Linked DNA regions of Cricetulus griseus: region 1 is linked to region 2. Evidence: chromatin contacts called from public Hi-C data. All regions are on one chromosome and are shown on one strand. Each heading gives the region's core, a stretch centred on a gene start, on an enhancer-like site or on the middle of the called end of the contact. The rest is flanking DNA. Distances are from core to core; before and after follow the strand shown. Region 1 has its middle 54 kb from the start of Utp6. Region 2 holds the start of Rab11fip4 (rab11 family-interacting protein 4).

The links. A called contact is a pair of places that touch in the nucleus more often than the background predicts.
Region 1: a contact with region 2 is called in a Hi-C map of liver, with 2.1 times the contacts expected there. The contact joins the enhancer-like site here to the promoter of Rab11fip4 in region 2. A contact is called at or near these places in 2 of 8 Hi-C or Micro-C datasets (fibroblasts and liver).

Annotation. Positions count from the first base shown.
Region 1 is chr7:93,351,048-93,357,740 of CriGri-PICRH-1.0, reverse strand. It overlaps the pseudogene LOC100770768. Among named protein-coding and RNA genes, the nearest start is that of Utp6, 54 kb to the left of the region's middle. Within about 2 kb of position 3,075, at least 1 of the 6 cell types and tissues checked has open chromatin away from gene starts, as enhancers often do. A contact at or near this core is called in fibroblasts, where this site is marked.
Region 2 is chr7:93,031,741-93,038,980 of CriGri-PICRH-1.0, reverse strand. It overlaps Rab11fip4 (rab11 family-interacting protein 4), which reads right to left and starts at 3,827. Exons shown (of 16, transcript XM_027426531.2): 1 at 3,797-3,827; 2 at 3,670-3,794. The coding sequence starts at 3,827.

The DNA of each region.
Region 1 (6,693 bases), core at 1,826-4,325, 320 kb before region 2:
AGCACCGGCACAGGTGGGGAAGACAGAGGAGCAGGGGACATGCAGAAGCATTCCGAGCGGGTCTTACATCCAAAGCTACAGAGAAACTTTTGTTTCAAAAAACAAAACAAAAAACCACCAACCAAAAAGCCTGCTTGCTCCTCTTCCAGAAGACCCTTTGTTCAGTTCCTAGGCCACTCACACCCGCCTGCAACTCTAGCTCCAGGGGATCTGACACCCCCTTCTGGCTCCTGCAGGCATCTCCACACATGTGTATACATACAGGGAGACACATAAACATAAATAAAACCCCAAAAGTGTTTAAAAGAAAAGAATTGTCTGTGCTCAGCTGGCTGTGGAAGCTCACAGCTATGATTCTAGCATTCGGGAGGCTGAGGCAGGTGGGTTGCTGTGAGTTCAAGTCTAACCTGGGAGATTCTGTCTAAAAAGAAGACAAAACAACAATCAGCTGCTCTCTTTGTCTTTCCTTCTCAGTGACTCTTCATAAAGTGAACCTGTCCACATCACAACCACCAAGGTTTTATAAAAGAAGATGGCCAGCACCCCAGGATTCTGTACCTGTCTCTTTGCCCTAGGTAACTACGGTTCTGATTTATTATGCCATAGATCCATTTAATCCTTTTATAAAATAAATGTAACATAAAATATTTACCATCTCAGCCATTTTAAAGTGTAGAACTCAGTGATGCTCAGCACACTTACAGTGTTCCATGGCAAACTGGCATCACTTCAGAAGGAAAAGCCTATCCATTAACATGCCATCACTCCTCAGCCCTGTTTGCCTCAGCTTGTAGCACCCACAAATTTGCTTTTAGGTCTGTGGACTTGTCTACTCTGAATGCTTCATATAAATGGAATCATATTTAATGCAGGGCCTTTTGTGTCTGACTTCTTCCTTTCAGCTTAGTATTTTCTTTTTCTTCTCCTCCTCCTCCTCCTCCTCCTCCTCCTCCTCCTCCTCCTCCTTCTTTTTTTCGAGACAGGGTTTCTCTGTATTGTTTTGGAAGCTGTCCTGGAACTCACCCTGTAGACCAGGCTGGCCTCGAATTCACAGAGATCCACCTGCCTCTGCCTCCCGAGTGCTGGGATTAAAGGTGTGTGCCACCAACGCCCAACAGTTTAGTATTTTCTTTCTTTCTTTTTTTTAAAGTAATTTATTTTTTTATGTGTATTGTTGTTTTGCCTACAGTTTTGTCTGATCTTGGAGTTACAGACAGTTGTGAGCTGCCATGTGGATGCTGGGAGTTGAACTCAGGTCCTCTGGAAGAACAGTCAGTGCTCTTGACTGCTGAGCCATTTCTCCAGCCCCAGTTTAGTATTTCCAAGGTCCATCCATGTTGCAGAATGTCTCAGCACTCTGTCCCTTGTTATGGCTGAATAGTGTTCCATTGTGTGGCTGTACAGCATTTTCTCATCCATCCATGGACTCTTGGGCCCTTCCTACTTTTGGCTATTGTGAATAGCATTGCTATGAATCTTTATTTTTAAGATTACAATATAATTATATCATTTCCCCTTTCCCTTCCTTTCTCTAAACCCTTCCAAATACTCCTCCTTGTTCTTTTTCAAATTCATGGCCTCTTTTTTTTTTTTTCACTGCTATGAATCTTAGTGCACATTTTACTTCTTTGATTTTTGAGAGAGAGAGAGTCTCATTGTGTAGCCCATACTGGACTTGAATTCTGAATCCTGCTTCAGCCTCTTAGGTATGAGTAGTATAGGCATGTGTCACAACACCCAGCTTAGTGTACTATACAAGGTGTTGTTGCTGTGTGTAACAGTTTTATAAGAATTTGAACTTTAAATGGGCTCTGCAGTCCATTCCTTTTTAACTGTTATTTATTTATTTATTTATTTATTTATTTATTTATTGGTTTTGGTTTTTGTTCTTGGAGACAGGGTCTCTCTGTGTAGCCCTGGCTGTCCTGGAACTTGCTCTATAGACCAAGCTGTCCTCGAATTCAGAGATTTGCCTGCCTCTGCCTCCTGAGTGCTGGGAATAAAGGGTGTGCCACCACTACCCAGCTGCCTGGTTCATTAAAAATTTTTTGGGTGTGTGATGTTGTAGATTGAACCTAGGACCCTGTTCATGCTAGGCAAATGCTCTACCACTGAGTCCCCAGCCCATGACTTTATAATTTATCAGTAATAGACAGGCGACTCATGTGGTTGCATATAGCAGTGGTTCGCTTGCTGTCACTGCTGGGTTACGTGTCACTGTGTGACTGACTGTATTATCTGATCTGTGGTGGTGGGCTATCTCTAGTTTGGGCCTGCTATGCTGATGCTGTGAAAGAGTTAGTTCATGTCTTGTGGTCAACACTTGTTTAGCTTGCCATTGGACACATACCCAGGAATGGAATCAGGGGTCACACACAGATTATGCTCATTTATCTTTAGTGTCAGTGTCAAAGGTTTTTCCTAACGGTTGCACCAATCCCCAGTCCCACAGGGAGTGTGTTAAAGGTTCATTTGCTCCATGTCTTTGCCAATATATAGCATTTCAGGCTAGTTTTGATCTTAGCTTCTCTGGTGGGTGGTGATTCTCTCTTTTCCTCTCTTTTGCGCTTGTGTGTTAACCTCTGCTCCTTGGCTCCTTTAATTTTTTTCCTAAGCTAGGGTTTCTCTGTATAACCCTGATTGTCCCGGAACAAGCTCTATAGACCAGGCTGGCCTTGAACTCACAGGTATCCGATCATCTCTACCTCTGGAATGCTGGGATTTAAGGCTTGCACCACCACCACTGCCTGTCCCATTGTGATTTTCTCTGTATAACCACCAGCCTCATTCATCATATGAGGTTTCTCTCATCAGAACTGGTGCTCTGTTCTGTGCCACTGACTAGCCCCAGCAGTTAGAGACTTGTACACCTCCCTTCACACACTCCTTGACTGGGCTTGCAGGGCCTCAAGTTCTCAGGCCTTCTTTCATCCCTATTGACTGCTCCTTCCCAGCAATCACCATGCCCTAGTTCTTCCCTCTGACCTCTGACTGTTGGATGTGTCTCAGTGCTCAGGACTTGGTTCTCTGCTCTGTTCACACTCACTCTGATGATCTCATCTGACCATGTAGCTTCTGACACTATCCCTACGTGACTCTCTCTGTCCCAAGCTTGGATCTGCAGTTGGAATTTTCCCCTGGATTCCATACATGTCTGTGAACCCGATGCATCCCTTTGACTCATAGATATCTCAGACGCATTGAGTTCAGAACCTCTGTGCCCCTCCGCTAAGCCTGTTCTCCACTCAGCCAATGGCAACTCTTTCCTGCCAGTCTCTTAGGTCAAAAACCTTGGCATCATGGCAGTTTCTCACATTCGGACAACATCAGGAACGGATTCTCTGTGTATGCTAGCATACCCCAAATATGACCTCATCCTTTGACCCGCTGGACTTCCTGGAGCCGCCATCATTTTCACCTGGCTCTGTGGGATAGTGCTCTATCTGATCTTTCTGTTCCCATTCATATGCTCTGAGAACAGAAGCCAAGATGATTTTTTTTTCCTTTATAAGACAGATCGTTGGGCAGTGGTGGTGCATGCCTTTAATCCCAGCACTCAGGAGGCAGAGGCAGGTGGATCTCTGTGAGTTTGAGACCAGCCTGGTCTACAGAGCAAGTTTCAGGACAGCCTCCAAAGCTACAGAGAAACCCTGTCTCAAAAAACAAATCCCAAACAAGCAAAAAGATCATCTTATTCCTCCACTGAAACACTCCCATTCTAGAATGTGGCAGTTTGAATGAGAAATGTCCTCCATAGTCTCCGTCATTTGAATACTTGGTCCTTAGTTGGTGGTGTTGTTTGGGGAAGTTTAGGTTGTTCCGCCTTGCTGGAAGAACTGTATCACTGGGAGCAGGCTTTGAGAATGAAAGCCTTCACCTATTTCCATTTTTCTGCTTCTCGATTGTGGTTCAAGATAAAATTCTCAGATTCCGGCTCCTGCCACCATGACTGCCATGCCATGCCTCCCCTCTGCCTCCATGGACTCTTAACCCTCTGGAACTATAAGTCAAAAATAAATTCTTTCTTCTCTAAGTGGTCTTAGTCATGGTGTTTTATCATGAACAAACAAACTAATACATATGGAGAAAGTCCAAGGCTTTATAAGCACACACCAGTCCTTGTACCACCAGGCCTTCTCTTATTTGTGCATGACTCTATTGCCCATTTCTCCTTGGCTTTCTCTTACCACATCCTGAGGCTTTCTTGTGTTGCTGGTATTAGCCAGCACGACTCTGGGTTAGGACCTCTTTGCTGCCTGCAATGCTCTTCCCTCATGTGTGTGTGTGTTCATGTGTGTATTGGGGCTCTAATACAGAGCCTCAAGCATGCTAGGCAAGTGCTCTGCCGCTGTACCATTGAACTACATTCCCAGCCTTAGACAGTCTTTTAAAAAGTGTATGCATGGGTATATGTGTGTGTACTTGGGTGTGTATATATGCATGGTGTTGTGAGTGTGTATCCTCACAGAGGTCAGAGGTCAGCCTCTGCCATTGCTCTTTGGGACCACTGACCTCATTCAGCCTTGGATATTCTTGAGTTAACTCCCTCTCCTTGAAAGCCTTGTTGGAGTAGCTTGAGGGTTTTGGCCTATTTATGTATGAAATTAAACATAATGGGTAGCTTGTGGTCTACATAAGGGTAAAAACGTTTTTTTGTTTTTTTTGTTTTTTTTTTTTCCTTCATTTTCAAAGTTGGACATGGGCCATTTCCCTTGTTCTTTTGGGGACAGGCATTTTTTTAAGCTCACCACAGAACATAGCCAAGCTCTGTAGGAGAGTTCTGATGGACTCTCCCCCTCATCCAGGCTGGAGTCTGATTCTACTTCCACATGCTCTCTGAGGCCTCCAGCTGAAAGCTCAAGGCCACTTGAGTTGGCACATTGCCTTAGTAACAATCTAGCTTCTACATTTTCTCCAGGTTCTTGCTTTTCATTCTTGATTGACCTGTTTGAGTTCTTCTTCCATCTCCTTTGTCATCTGCAAAGGGTTCAGACATCTCACCCAGTGTTTCAGTAGAAAGTGGGTCATAGTGTCTGGTCTGGTTATTCCCAGAACATCACTCTGTTGTATATCTCTGTAGGAAAACAACATGCAACAGGGGACAGACCAGGATTGTCCCAATCCCAGTCCTGTCTTCAGTAAGCTGTGGCCTGACACAAGTGCCCTGAACCCTAACATGCTGCTTGGTGGCAAAATGAGGGTCAGAGAGTAAGGTGACCTCAAAGATTCTGTGATTTCAGGCTACGGTTTCTCCCTGACCCTGCATTAGTAGAAGTTATGACTTGGTGAGGCAAAAATTCCAGCTCAGGTGGCTTTTCTATATTCTCTCAGGGAGCTGCCATCTGCCACTCCAGGGGGTCTGGTTCAGAGGACATGGTAGATGTTGGATGTCAAAGGTAAGAAATTTAAAATGGGGCAGGAGAGATAGCTCAGTGGCTAAGAGCACTGGGTGTTATTCTGGAGGGCCAGAGTTTCATTCCCAGCACCCACATGGTGGTTCTCAACTGTCTGCAATTCTAGTTCCAAGGGATCCAACACCTTCGTCTAGCCTCCAAGGGCACCAGGAATACATGTAGTGAGTGCACAGGCATACATGCAGGCGAAACACCCACACACATAAAATAAAACAAATTTACAAACCTAAAATAAAGGGTAACTGATTAGGAGCCAGAAAGATAGCCCAGGGGTAATGGTACTCGCTACCAAACTCAACAAGTTGAGTTAGGTGGGGACCTACTTGATGGAAGGAGAGAACCAATTCTGATAAGTTTTTCTCTGATCTTCATGTACACTGTAGCAAAAGAAAAAGAAAAAGAAACTTAAACAAAAATGTTAAAAGGGACAATTGATTAATTCCTCAAAGACGTGGGAGGGAGGAAGAAGAAGGAGACATCAGACAGAACATGAGATGCAGTGTTTATGGATCTGCATGTGGAGACTAGAGGCCTTTTCTCCTCTTCTTCCCTTCTTCCATCCCCTCCTCCTTCCTCCCCCTCCTATAGCTCAAGCTGGTCCAGGACTCACTATATAGCTGAGGATGACTTTGAACTCTTGATCCTCCTGCTTTTACTTCTCAGGTGTTGAGATTACAGGTGTGTGTTGCCATGCTTGGTTTATGTGGCACTGAAAATTGAAGCAAGTGCCTCACACTGGGAAAAGTGCCCCAGACTGGGAAAAGAATTTCACGTTGTGTAGTGGTTTGAATGAGTGTGGCCTCTGTAGCTTATATATTTGAATGCTTAGTCCCTAACTGGTAGAACTATTTTGGGGAAGGATTAGAAAGTATGTTAGGAAGTGTGGCCTTGTTGGATGAGGTATGTCACTGGAGGTGGGCTTTGAGGTTTCAAAAGCCCCTGCCAGGCCCAGTCTCATGCTCTTTCTGTCTTCAACTTGTGGATCAGGGTGTAAGCTTTTAGCTACTGCTTCAGCGCCATGTCTGCCTGCCTGCCTGCTTTCCTCAGTGATGGTCATGGACTGGCCCTCTGAAACTGTAAGCAAGCCCTCAATTAAATGCTTTCTTTTATAAGTTGCCTTGATCATGGTGTTTTTTCAAAGTAAAGGAACAGTAACTAGGATGCATGGTAAGTCTGTGGGTGAGATCCACTCTGGGGTAGGAGTGAGGGTCTGGTACTTAGGATCCGGAAAGAAGGTCCTCCAGGCAGAGGATCAGGGCTTGGCCAGTGTTTTGTCCAA
Region 2 (7,240 bases), core at 2,578-5,077:
ATTTATGGGAGCATAGCCACCTTACCAGTGGCTACATCATTAAAGAAAATGGCTTGGGGCTGGAGAGATGGCTCAGTGGTTAAGAGCACTGACTGCTCTTCCAGAGGACCAAGTTCAATTCCTAGCACCCAATGACAGCTCACAACTGTCTGTAACTCCAGTTTCAGGGACCTGAAAACACGGCACATGCACCAATGCACATAAAATAAAAATAAAATTTTTAAAATTCCTTAAAAATTGTTTTAATAAAAAGGAAGAAAATGGCTCTTTCTCCCCCCCCTCCCCAGCAACCATTAACTATCTATAGATCTTTAGGGACAGAAAGTCCTCATGAGCTCCTCCCTCATAGCTATTGTTAACTGTCTATAAATGTTAATGGAGGGTTGGGGCTTTGTGAGTTCTTCCCACCCCACCACTGGATTTTGATGGGCCCAATCTCACACAGCTATATCCATTTTTTGTTCTGTCTTTAATGTAGTTCTGAGAATCAAATCCAGGGCCCACGAATGCCAGGAAAGAATTCTACCACCTCAGTACACCCTCAGCCCCGGCATTCCTCCTGTATGGGGGAGTTTTTGCATTATTAACTCGTTTATTTATTTATTTATTTATTTATTTATTTATTTATTTATTTCATACTCTAAAACCTACTGTGTTTGATTCTGATCTCCCTGGTATGACAGGGCAGTTAGTAAAATGTAGGCAGTGAACCTCATGTCTAACAAATGGTCAATCATTTTCTCTACAACACCAATGGCTGGGGAATCAATGTCACAGGCAGATGTGTAAACCGGCACAACAAACAGTCTGAGCCCACAGCACTTTGGGAAGGAACCTCATCTATGAGGAGCAGTGCTACAGTGTAGTTGAGAATCTGATGTGTAGTAAACAGTGTTTCCACGGGCCTCTGTATCACTGAGCCTCGGGCCCTGTCCGTGGTCCTGCCCTGTGTCCTCTAGTTCTCTGTCAGCCGGAGGCTTCCCACACAGACAGGGTGGCTGCAGGCAGCAGTGAGGACGAAGGAGCTCGCAAGAAAACAAGATGAAATTGAGTAGGAATGAGGGATGAGCCACAGGCTTAGCGTGAAGAAACTAATGAGAGACAGGAGGCCTGACCCCTTTAACAAGGCAGAATCCTGGAGGGGACTGTGCTAGAGTATTGTGGATGCACAGTCCTGAAGAGAGGACACATTAGAAACAAAAGATCAGAAGTAGACATTTGGGGGCTGTATAGAGCAATATGGAAGAGTCTGTATAACAAATCTGATGGTAGTTTGTGTAAGCTCAAATGTGAGGATCATTTCGGGGAGGGGCTAGGTTAGAATACATGGTGCAGTGTGATCTCATTTCCTGGAGAAAGCCACATGTAAGTATAGGGGCAGCTCGTGAAGGAGGTGACCAGAGTGTCACCTCCCTGGGGGACAGGAACATAAGAGATCTATTTTCAACTGTCCAAATTTGCAACCTGCTGTAGTCCACAGAAACTCTCACTATGATACAAGAGTAATTAGTAAGTAAAGGAATCACTGGCCAGCCCCAGGGTGGAGGATCTCTGCCTAGGCAGAAGTTTTCAAACAGATCCCAGGAGGTTTTAGTAGCCAGAAACTTGGTTCGAGTAGAGAGTGTGTAGAACCACTGAAAAGGCACCTCCCCTCCCCCATGTGTGTGTAGTGACCAGGTCCAGCCCTATTAGTGCTAGGAAAACAGTCGGACAACTCATCAGTGACATCTGTGGAAACCTGCCCCCGACCCCCGATGGGTGGGTTGGAAATGGCTTCAGGCTTCAGACAGGAGTTAAAGAGTTAAGAAGGGATAGGACAGAGAAGTGATGTTTTCAAATAGTTAAAGGCCACAGTGCAGAAGGGAAACCCAGGTGAGTTCCCATGCAGAACACCATGAGTAAGTGACCAGCAAGTTTGTTTCTGAAGGGTGGAGGGAGGAGGATCTAAGGACAGGAGGTGTCTGTCTAGCCTGGGGATATGGTTACAGGGCTTTGGCCTTCTGCCAGAGTTTGTAGTGACGTCATCCCTATGCCTGAGGGTCTCTGATTCTGGAATTCTAGGTTCCAGCCAAAGCAAGGAGGCTCCACACCAGCAACCTGCAGCCTCCTGTGTTAGAGGCTGCTCAGCCTGTAGCCTCCTGTATTAGGGGATGCTCAGCCTATAGCCCCCTGTGTTAGGGATGCTCAGCCTGTAGCCTCCTGTATTAGGGGATGCCCAGCCTACAGCCCCTGTTTTAGGGATGCTCAGCCTGTAGCCTCCTGTATTAGGGGATGCCCAGCCTATAGCCCCCTGTGTTAGGGATGCTCAGCCTGTAGCCTCCTGTATTAGGGGATGCCCAGCCTACAGCCCCTGTTTTAGGGATGCTCAGCCTGTAGCCTCCTGTATTAGGGGATGCCCAGCCTACAGCCCCCTGTGTTAGGGATGCTCAGCCTGTAGCCTCCTGTATTAGGGGATGCCCAGCCTACAGCCCCTGTTTTAGGGATGCTCAGCCTGTAGCTCCCTGTGTTGGGGATGCTTAGCTTATGGCCTCCTGTATTAGGGGCTGTACACCCTGCTCAGGTAGGAGATGCTGGCCAAGAAGAGAGATTCTGCTAACCTCTGTAAAAGAAAGGCTGAGGTAGCAGCAGCAGATGCCCCAAGCAAAGCAGAGAAGAGGTAGAGAATGGGCTTCAAGAGGGAACCGCATTAGTAAGTTTCCTGGGATGGGGGGCCAGACCTGCCTCCCTCCTCCACCTCCTGCTCTCGGGGATTCCCAGGTTCTGGCCAGTGCCCAGCTACCTAGAAAGGGATTGTTATTACCTCTCACTTGTCAGGTGACAAGAAAGCACCAGTTGGACTGGTCATAGCCCAGCTCCTCCCATGTTCTAAAATGCCATCCCGACCTGTCCTGTGAACAGAATGCCACCCAGTACACACTTGAGACCAAGGTTCCAAGCTCCCCACATAGGGTCTGAGATCTCAGATGGCCTTGGAAACCCAGAGCTCAGCCAAGACTTTTGAATCCAGAAGATGCTGACCACTGCAGGGCTTCGTGAACACAGTGCCCTGTCCTCCTCTCAGACACAGACACTAGCCCCTGTGTGGATGGCAAGAGGACACTAGCCCAATGGGCAGTTATTCACCATACACTGGCAGTTCAGACCCTGCCATTTCAGACCGGCTAACACCTCCCCCGCCCACAGTGCTGCTCTGTGCCACCCATGCGGCCCTACACCAACACCAGAGTCTCAGCTCACCACTCCCAGCTTGGTCCTTGGCTGGCCCCCTGCAGCCAGTACAGCCCGCTGTCAGTCAGGCCTGCCCATCTAGCTTGAGTAGGAGGTCCCTACGAACTGGGCCAGAATCCAGGGTGGCCCCAAGCAGGTATCTCCTCCTGTTATAGGTTGGGTAGGCACAGCTAAGGACCAGAGACTGCAGATCAGCCCTGCTTGTCCCTGTCACCCCTAGGCCTGGTGCTGTGCATATATACCCCTGCGATTTGATGGGTGTTGGAGGGGGTGTCGAGAGGCTAGATTTGAGAGCTCCAGTGGTTGGGGATGGCCTGGAGGGACGTGCAGGTGGATAGGCCGGCTATCGCGGGTGTGCCATGTGAAGCACAGGCCCGGGGTGTGATAGCACAGCTTCTCTGCGGTTCCCCCAGCCCGGGGACACGAGCGAAAGCTCCTTACCTCCTCTCCTTGGCCGAAGCGCAGGCCGAGCGCCGCGACACGCTCCACGCGTAGAAAGCCGTCGGGGTCGCGGCCACACACCTCGAACACTTCGCGCAGGCGGCGCACGGAGCGCAGCAGAGCCGGGGGGCGCCCGCCCAGCCCGCGCCGCCCGCCATCCGCGCCGCCCGCTGCTAGCCCGAGCCCCGCGCCGCCGCCATCGCGCTCGCACCGCCTGGGTCTGCGGCGCGCAGCCTCCGCCCGCGCGGCCGCTCGTGTCAGCCGCCGTGTCTGCCGCGCCCGCGGGCCCGCGTGGGGGCGGGGCGGGGGGCGGGGCTGCAGACAAAAGGACCCGAGCCGCCCCAGGCCCCGCCCCGCCCCGCCCCTTCTAGACCTGATCCGGAGCCGCGGGGAGGGGCGGGGGCCGGACAACCGGGCCCCGAGCTGCCCGTGCACCCCGCGACTAGCCGGTGCACACGTCCTTTGTCAGATCCGGGTGTTGCAGGTGCCCCAGCTTAGTGCGTTTGATTGCTCCATTGGCTTCCCAGGAAGCGGAGGCGCCGCCGAGAGGCCACGCAGCTTGTTGAGGGCAAGGGAGGGGCGCCGTGAGGAGGTGCGGGGACCCTGGAAGGGTGGCGGGTGAAGGGGTCTAAAAGTAGGTGAGAGGAAGAAAGAATGAGGCCTTCTATCGGGCTTGGTGTCCGCAGGGCCCTGAAATACCATGGCTTGGGAGCCCAGAGCTCCTTTCCTCTTGCATTTTTCAGGCAGCTCCTCAGGCCCTAAGCTCGGCTCCCAGGACTCCATCCTGAGTGTGGTGACCCAGCCTGTATCTTGCCTCCCTGGTGACGTTCAGCTGAGGTTCATCGGGCCCTGCAGAGACCAGGCGCAGCCTCTTATCCACCTAGCACCTCGTTCAGCCTTACAGGTTTCATGTCTGTTCAGCTTGTGGCTGTCAGGCTGCCCAGCTGCCCTCTGCCACAGCCACTCTCCTGGATTCTTCCCTCCCAATAAATCTCTTGAATGAGGTTTGGGTGAGACCTTCTTTCGCTGGAGCAGAGACAACCCTGGGTGGAGTGGAGCAGAGCAGAACAGGTCTGTAACACTTTCCACTCGGGAACCCTTCCTCTGGCCAAGCAAAGTTGCTACACTATGCTCTTACAGGTTACACTATGCCCCCTACTCAAGCACAGACCTTGCCTGCGCACACTTCCAGACCAGCAAGCGCAGCTTTCTTCCTCGGGGAAGTCTTGTCTTTCTGCCTCACCTAAGTTCTGAGCCGTCCTTCCAAACCCACACGTATTTCTGAAACTATGCTAGAATGAGTAGGTCCCTCACCATGGTGGGAAACTAAAGGTCATGATAGGTCTTAGTCACCTCATGTCTCTGATCTCCGGTCAAGTGTGAGCCCAGAGAAGATGGTCAGCCCCATTCCCTTCAGTAGCCCAGAGCAATTCAGTGTCCTGGACAGAGAAGAGTAGGGGACTTGGACCCAGTTCTGCACAAGGTCCGCAGGGCCTCCCGGATCTGAGCCTATTTCCTTCCTCTCTGATCTTCAGGCGACTCTCGGGTATGGATGTCCTGTGCAGGGATTGATGAGTCCTGACTGCAGGGGTTAACCAGGCTGATCCCATTTGATGCGCTTACTCTTCCAGAGGTCAGTGTAGTGGAAAAGGGCCAACCAAAGAAACACACTCTGAGGAGAGCCAAAGAAACACAGTTTGGCCCTGCAACCAAAACCAAAGAAATGCACCCTGACCCTGAAACCAGTGCCAAAGAAACACACTTTGTCCCTGGAATCAGAGCTGGTGAAATAAATACACCCTAGCCCTAAAATTAGAGCCAAAAGGCCCTGAAACCCGAGCCAAATCTGACCCTAAACCTGTGCAGAAAACTAACCAATCCTTGAGCAGGAGATCTAGGCAGTCTGAGCTCAGGGATTGAAATCTGACCAATCTCCACCTTGGAAATCTTCCTGGAGAAACTCCAGCCCCTAAGAAGCTCTATATAAATCCCATGTCTGTTCAGCTTGTGGCTGTCAGGCTGCCCAGCTGCCCTCTGCCACAGCCACTCTCCTGGATTCTTCCCTCCCAATAAATCTCTTGAATGAGGTTTGGGTGAGACCTTCTTTCGCTGGAGCAGAGACAACCCTGGGTGGAGTGGAGCAGAGCAGAACAGGTCTGTAACACTTTCCACTCGGGAACCCTTCCTCTGGCCAAGCAAAGTTGTTACACTATGCTCTCTGTGGAACTGGAGCCCAACTGTAGCTAACAACTTATCTGGGAAACCCTCTCCTGCTGGGGCAGAGCTAATACACTGGGGAGGCCTGGAAGCTACTATGCTTACTGTGACCTATGGTATTCCTTGGCTCTTGAGTGCCAGAATACCTTTCCATCTGAGCTGTAACACTCAGTATTCTTTGGCTCTGGAGTGCCATAATTCATCCCTGTCCATCCCATTCAATCCCTCAAAATGCTTACAGTTAGATCTCCCTAGGAAGAAAGCCGTGAGAGTTTGAGGGTCAGGGCACAGCTTGTTCATGATGTTAGCCATTGGAGAGGGCTAGTGTACTCTTCTGGGAAGTGGAGTCTTTTTATCTGGTAGCTGGATGCTTCTCTGTGAGGTACTAGCACATAAACGAACGAATGAATGAATAAATGAATGAGTGAATGAATGTAAAATGAAAGGCAGGTGGCAGCTGGGGTTTGCCCCTTAGTGGGAGATGCAAGAATGTCCTTCAGAGCCCACCCTGGCAACACAACCCCTGGAAGGGAGACCCGGAAAGCAAGAGACCTCACTCACCTCAACTGGCTTAGGTGGAGCCTCAGATCAATCCAGGAAAACAAATCCGAAGCCCATAACCACATTCAAGTTCTCCACAAAGACAGAATGGAAGCAAATTCCATTATTCCCAGATCCTGGGACAGTTTTGAGCTCTGTAGTGCAGGCTGACTCTAAATGCACAATCTTCCTGCCACTTCTCCAGTGCAGAGATTAAAGGCCTTTGCCACCACACCTGACTCCTGCCTCTCCATGAGCACTGGACACTCCCTAGCTCCTGCAGCCAGGCCTGGGGGCCCCTCACTCTTACCACTGTCTCTTCCACTTCCTGTGGCAAATTCCCTTCCAGATTCTGTGAAGGGGGCAGAGCAGAACAGAGCTGTAACACTTTCCACTGGGGAACCCTTACTCTGGCCCATAGGAAGACTTGTCCTTGGTCGCATCTCAGTGCTCCTTTGTAAGGGTTCTAACTGCAATCTCACGAATCTTCATGAAGGATCAGAGGTAAGCTCAGCAACACAAGAGGGTGTTGTGATCATGGGTAGAACCAGGCACTCTTCAACCATAGCTCAGGAAGCCAGCAGACACACACACACACACACACACACACACACACACACGCTCGCGCGTGCACACAGAGCGAACAGATCAGGGAGAAAATCTCTCAAGAGCCTCTGCAGGAGCACAGCCTTAGTCAACACATGCATTTGACCTGACTTCCAGAAAGGAGAACACATTTCTGTTTTTTAATCCACGAAGCTTTAGGTAGTTTGTGGTAGCTTAACAGCCGCTGTGAATATAAATAGCTCATGGT